2 separate regions of the Mus musculus genome follow, and region 1 is linked to region 2. A link is a contact called in public HiCAR-type data. All regions are on one chromosome and are shown on one strand. Each heading gives the region's core, a stretch centred on a gene start, on an enhancer-like site or on the middle of the called end of the contact. The rest is flanking DNA. Distances are from core to core; before and after follow the strand shown.

Region 1 (2,712 bases), core at 120-2,619, 340 kb after region 2:
TGAAAAAGCAACATCAGTGATAGAAAAGAGGCACCCCAGGGATTAACTTTGACATTTAATTTTTTTTTTTAAGTGAATTTGAAGACAGGCTGGTGGAAAAATCTCTCGGTTCTTTGAAAAGGATTAGTGGCAATGTTCTTACCTGAAATCTAGGTTCTTGTGATTCCTTTGAAAGATATTCCTCACTTTATGAGAACATCTCCAACAGTGGCTTCACTACTAAAGTTAATCTTAATTGGATACAAGCCATTAAAACCTAAGAATATTTTCCTTGGGAACTCTACACACTGAAGTTTACATCCCTTACTTACATGACTCCACTGATAACTGAATTCTACTCTAAAAGCATGTAACCAGCCAACTGTCACAAAATATATAGTGATGTCCCTAATAATGGCTTGTTCTTGATGTCCAAAAAGAAAACTTGAGAGAGTCCTTGGAAGGCCTACAAACGATAACGTTTATTGACATGTTAATTATCTTAAAAATGATGAAATGTACCTCGCTGAAGAATGAAACCCATCCTCCTGTAATATGTTCTAGGTTCCTTTTGCATTTCCTTGAAAAATTTCAAGTGTCAACGATCATAAATTTTATGTCTTGTCCTGCTTAAGGAGGAGTTCAGTTATTTTTACAGAGGCAAAGCTTTGTGTTCATCCATGCATAGTTTAAGGATTCTCCACGTGGCTTAGTTGAAAGCATGCTTTGACTATTGGAAGAGGTAAGTCAGTCTTTAGCTGGTAGAGATCCTTTGAAGGAGAATCTGCTACATAGGCACAGACCTAAAGTGAGGATTAGTTCCCTAATACCACTTTACACAACCTCGCTGGGATCCTTGAGGCTGTCGGGACTCAGCTGAGAAGCAAAGATCCAAAGCTTTTCTTTCACAAAATATGTAAATAGATGGTATGGGGGGCTGGAGAGGCAGAAAGCCCAGAATCCTTTACCTCTGGCTAGACTTCTTACAGATTCCAGCAAAGTGGCAGAACAGGACAATTGCAGTTGTTAGCGTTGCCTTTTAGCTGAGTGGGTTAGAAGACAGACGTTAGAATGGCGGAGGTGTTGGGGAGGGGTTGTCCAACTTGTTTTGTTGGCTCTACGTGGGGCTTCCCCAGATCCACCCAATATCCCGCCGCGGGCCTAGCTCTGTGCGCTGGGAGGACGCAGCGGGCAGCCGCAGTGGACTCTGCGTCATGGGTGATGGGAGAGGCGGCTCCCAGCCTGCAGACCTGGCTCGATCCTTGGCGCCGTGTCCCCGCCCGCAGCCACCCCCTCTCCCCCGCAGCCTGTCGGGGGGACGCAGCACTAGCTGGTTGGGCACGTGGGAGCCTCCGTCACACCCTCACTCATACACACACACACACATACACACAAGCACATACACACATACACACACGCACGCACACACACAGACATGCACATACACACATTCACATAACACGCACGCACACATACATACATACATACATTCACAGGCGCCCCAGGAACCACACGCCAGCATCCCGTGCAATATTCCAGGCAGACACAGGCGCTCACGAGTTTCTCCGTGCCAGCTTGCAGGACAGCGACTCCCGAAACCAATCCTGCCCTTGGCAAGCTGTTTCTGTTCTCCAGACAGCTCCTCTGCGGCCTCCCGCACCATCTGCTGGATCCGACCCTTTTTCGACCTAGGAACCTGGAAGCTGTAAGAGGTGCTAGCTCAAGAAGCACCAGAGGTAATTAATGTCTCTTACTGGTGCTGGAGCACCGCCGGGGGTAGGGTGGGGCTCTCCATTCAGCCACCCTGGAGGAGTCGGGCGCCAAGAAAGATGCTTGGATGGAGCTCCAGACTCAGGCTGGATCCTGGGATGGGAGGAGGAACGGCGGTGGGAAGCGTGGAAAGGTAACGCTGGTTTCTGGGGGCTATCCTCTGGCTCTGTCTCCTGCACCTGTGCAAACTGGGGTTCTGGTGGTGGGAGTCCGAAGCGGCACTTGTGGGGAGAAGCACGTGGTTCGAAACGTGCCGCCATCCTTCGTAACCTAGGTGGAAACTGCCTAGTGCATCCGTGGAGACCGGCTGCTTTCCAAATCAAGTTGGGGGTTTGAAGGGCGGGGTTCAACCGGGCAAGTCCGAGAGGAAAGTTGCTTTCAGGGCAGAGATGCGCTCCTGGGGAAAAATTGGGTTACAATATTCCTACGAGTGGGCGGTGAGGCTGGAGGACAGCCAGCCTTCCTTCTTGAGGGCTTGTGAATCATTTGCAACAGCAACACAGACTATCAAGGCAGTGTATTCACGTGACCCGGATTTGATTCTCTCCCGCTTGAGACATCCTATGAAATGGACTGTCCGAAAACCGACCTTTAGGTCTACTCTCGGCACGTGGCTGCTGGAGAAAGCTCAGTTTGGAGCTTCTCTGCGCCTCCTGGAAACGAAATGGGTGACAGAGAAGGAGGAGGAAAGGATGGTGGCACAGAGATCTTAAGGAACGAATGGAGAGGGACTAGGCATCCTTCTGCCTTCTACGTAGTTGATCCGCTTGGCTGGTCTCGGTGAGATAGCGCAGAAATAGAATATAGCACACTGAAACGAAAGCGCTGCACTTTTAACTTCCAGCCGAGGAAAGAATCAGAATCTTAGAGGTGCACTTGCCGGTGCAAAGGGAGACCCACCCGCTTTTAAAGTCTCCAAGGGTGGGCGTTCTTTTCCCTTCGGCCAAGAAATGTCACTGAATG
Region 2 (2,700 bases), core at 87-2,586:
CTTGCCATTTAAGGGCGGCGTATACACCATGATAAGGAAAAGTCCTCTTAGAATCATAAACCTGTTTTAACTGTCGGGATGTGAAATGATAGGGATTGCACTGGGCTACAAGATAGAAAAAGATAGATGGTTTGTTTTGATAACATTTTGACTTGGAGATAGTCTGGCATTCAGAGTTGAAGATTCTGTCCAGAAACACTCCGAAAGGCTCCTTAGGTGACATTTTATGTGGAAGAAGAAAAACAGACAATGCAGAATCCCCAAGTGAGTGGTTTTTATCCGGAATGCTTTGCCCAAAAGCTAAAATGATTAGGTTTTTTACCAAAATGTATGTTTGCTCATCACAAACGCAATAAAGAAGTAAAGAAAATCGGCAGAAACTTAAGTTCACACAAGCTAATATATATATAGCAACAGAGAAATACAATAAAAATGTCGTCACTCCTAGGACATTAAAAACGGTTTCGTAGCTTCCCACTCATGCACACATAAAAGAGCTCAAAGATTTTGGTTTTCCTGACCACTATGACATCTAGTGATGGATTTCACATCCCCGAGCCCCGGCATCCTGGAGGGTTCACAGCGGTGGTGCGGTATTTTAACTCAATTATGACTTATTTGGAGTCCTGTTAACCTACACTGTGATCCTGGTCAGATCCTTCTTGTCCAGTTGTGAACTCTATCCGAAAGTGAAATAGAATCCGGCAGGATTTAGCTCTGGACCCCGGCCGGTTGCGGGAGTCCCAGAGTGCGCGGCGCCCGGTCCCCAGCAATCTGGATTCCTCTTGCCACATTTCTTTACTTCGACCCGCACCGTACCTCACTTCGGGGAAGGATGGCTGAGACTGGGGCTCAGTTTGGAGCCCTGGTCAGGCCGCTAGGGAGTAGGGATTAGGATGGGGTTGGGGGCTGGAGGTCAGCCGGGGTGCTGGTGACTTACCGCTGCTGTCCTGACAGGGCGAAGTCCTGTCCAGGCGCACGTGATGCTCCGCTCGCGGCAGCGGCCCGAAGGCCTGCACGCATTTGCCAGCCGTCGCTTTGCCGTAAAAGGACTCATTGTCCAGCGTCTCCATAACGTGCTCCAACGCGCCTCCTGTGCCCATGTAAAAGTCACTGTTTTTACTTGGCGGGCTCTTCAGGGCAAACTTCTCGCTCAGAAACTCCATAATCCTGGAAAGGCTGTCCGCGAGCTCTCCGGGGCGTGCGGAGGCTGGAGGGCGCGGAGGGAGGAGGGAGCAGTGGGCGGGAGTAGGGAGGGTCAGAGAGGAGGGAAAGGGGAAGCGAGACCTGCGACGCCAGGAGCTGCCCAGCTCCCAGACTCTTAATACGTCCCGGCTGCAGAAGGGGCACCCGAAGTTGCTTTTATATCTTGAAACTCAGCTGGGCTCCTCCGGCAACCTCCCAGTCCTAATGAATATGAAAATAGGCAAGGACTAACTCCACCCCAGGCCCCCTCCTCCCCCACCCCACCCCCATCTTCCCTCCTTACCCAGGGTAGGGCGCGTCCCCGGCCTAGTTCAGACAGACAGTTCCATTTCAGACAAATGCCAGGAGAGACAAGGACACCCAGAATCGTAGTCGCCTCGACAGTGGGACTGGCATTGCCGAGGAGCCTGGTGAGAACGCAGAGCGGTTAACGCTCCACTCCCAGAGGCCTTGCCGGGCCATCTCCCCCACCCCCGCTACCCCCCACCCCCACTCCCCCAACACCCGCTGTACACCCCGCCCCCACCCCAGCCACTCACTCCCAGAAGATTTAGAGGCATCTTAAGAACTTGAAAGGAAGTATTGCTCTAAAGAGCTTTTATTTCATCCGTAAATCGTTTACATGGAAGATCCACATTAATCTGAGCCCAAGACGCCGGATACAGCGGCGGCTGTTAACCGGCTTGCTGGAGGTAAAGGGGCCGAGGTTGCCTCTAACCTAAAAGGCTGGCGTCGTGGCGGCCGCAGCGCTCTCCCTTACAAGGCCCTGGCCTTCTCGTTTGCTGTCGGATGCACCGGAGTAAGGATGCAGTGGCATCTAACGGAATGGAAGGTTGAGGGAGAGTCTTTGAATATTTGATTTTACCAATACCAAACAATAACCACCTCATTCTTGGTCCACACGAATCATTAGGACAAAATGTATTGTTGTTGTTGTTGTTATTATTATTACTATTATTGAAAATTCATAGAGACAAGTGGCCCTGAAACCCCTTTCTTAGTGGAGGTCAGAGGAACTCATCACGCAAAACAGCGTTGGGAGATGAATGCGGTCAGAGTGTTTTAACAAAAGTTGTACTATATACAGGTTTCAAGAGTTGGGGCGGTGCCTTCGAAAAGAGTGTTGCAGAAGCTAGTGGCTCCGCGGACTGGGGTTGGACTCACAGTTGCGGACCCAAAACCCTTCCTTGGTCCAGCTGACCGGGATGCTAGCGAAGGTAAAACGGCGCTTTGGAGATGAAAACCATTCTGCTTGGCCTTGTGCCCCACTTCAGCTTCTGAGGAGCCCGAGGCGTCTGAGGCGGGGGAGGGAAAAAAAAGAGTTCCTTGCCTTGGGCACACTCAAGAAGCCATTTGCAATAGATCAGCCAAGCTTGCAAATTTGGTGAAACTCCCCTACAAATTATGGACAAGGGAGGTCTCTGCCCACCGATCCTGACATAACCTTCCTCTCTCACCACAGAGGCCTTCCACAGCGGCTGCCCCTTTTCTCCG

The links. HiCAR-type assays count read pairs that join an accessible place to other places.
Region 1: a HiCAR-type map of astrocytes shows a contact between it and region 2, with 2.9 times the contacts expected there. The contact joins the promoter of Slc6a15 here to the promoter of Alx1 in region 2. A contact is called at or near these places in 3 of 39 promoter capture datasets (cranial neural crest, embryonic stem cells and stem cell-derived epiblast-like cells), 4 of 484 Hi-C or Micro-C datasets (LSK cells and embryonic stem cells) and 1 of 115 datasets of contacts at active chromatin or transcription factors (astrocytes).

What each region holds. Positions count from the first base shown.
Region 1 is chr10:103,366,439-103,369,150 of GRCm38.p6, forward strand. It overlaps Slc6a15 (solute carrier family 6 (neurotransmitter transporter), member 15), which reads left to right and starts at 1,370. Exons shown (of 12, transcript NM_001358821.1): 1 at 1,370-1,715. 6430590A10Rik (a long non-coding RNA gene) reads right to left here. Exons shown (of 2, transcript XR_380754.3): 1 at 1,734-2,712; 2 at 751-1,022.
Region 2 is chr10:103,027,441-103,030,140 of GRCm38.p6, forward strand. It overlaps Alx1 (ALX homeobox 1), which reads right to left and starts at 1,337. Exons shown (of 4, transcript NM_172553.4): 1 at 941-1,337. The coding sequence starts at 1,166. Gm34298 reads left to right here and starts at 1,545. Exons shown (of 4, transcript XM_006514426.1): 1 at 1,545-1,616; 2 at 1,761-1,898; 3 at 2,294-2,423; 4 at 2,669-2,700. The coding sequence starts at 1,545.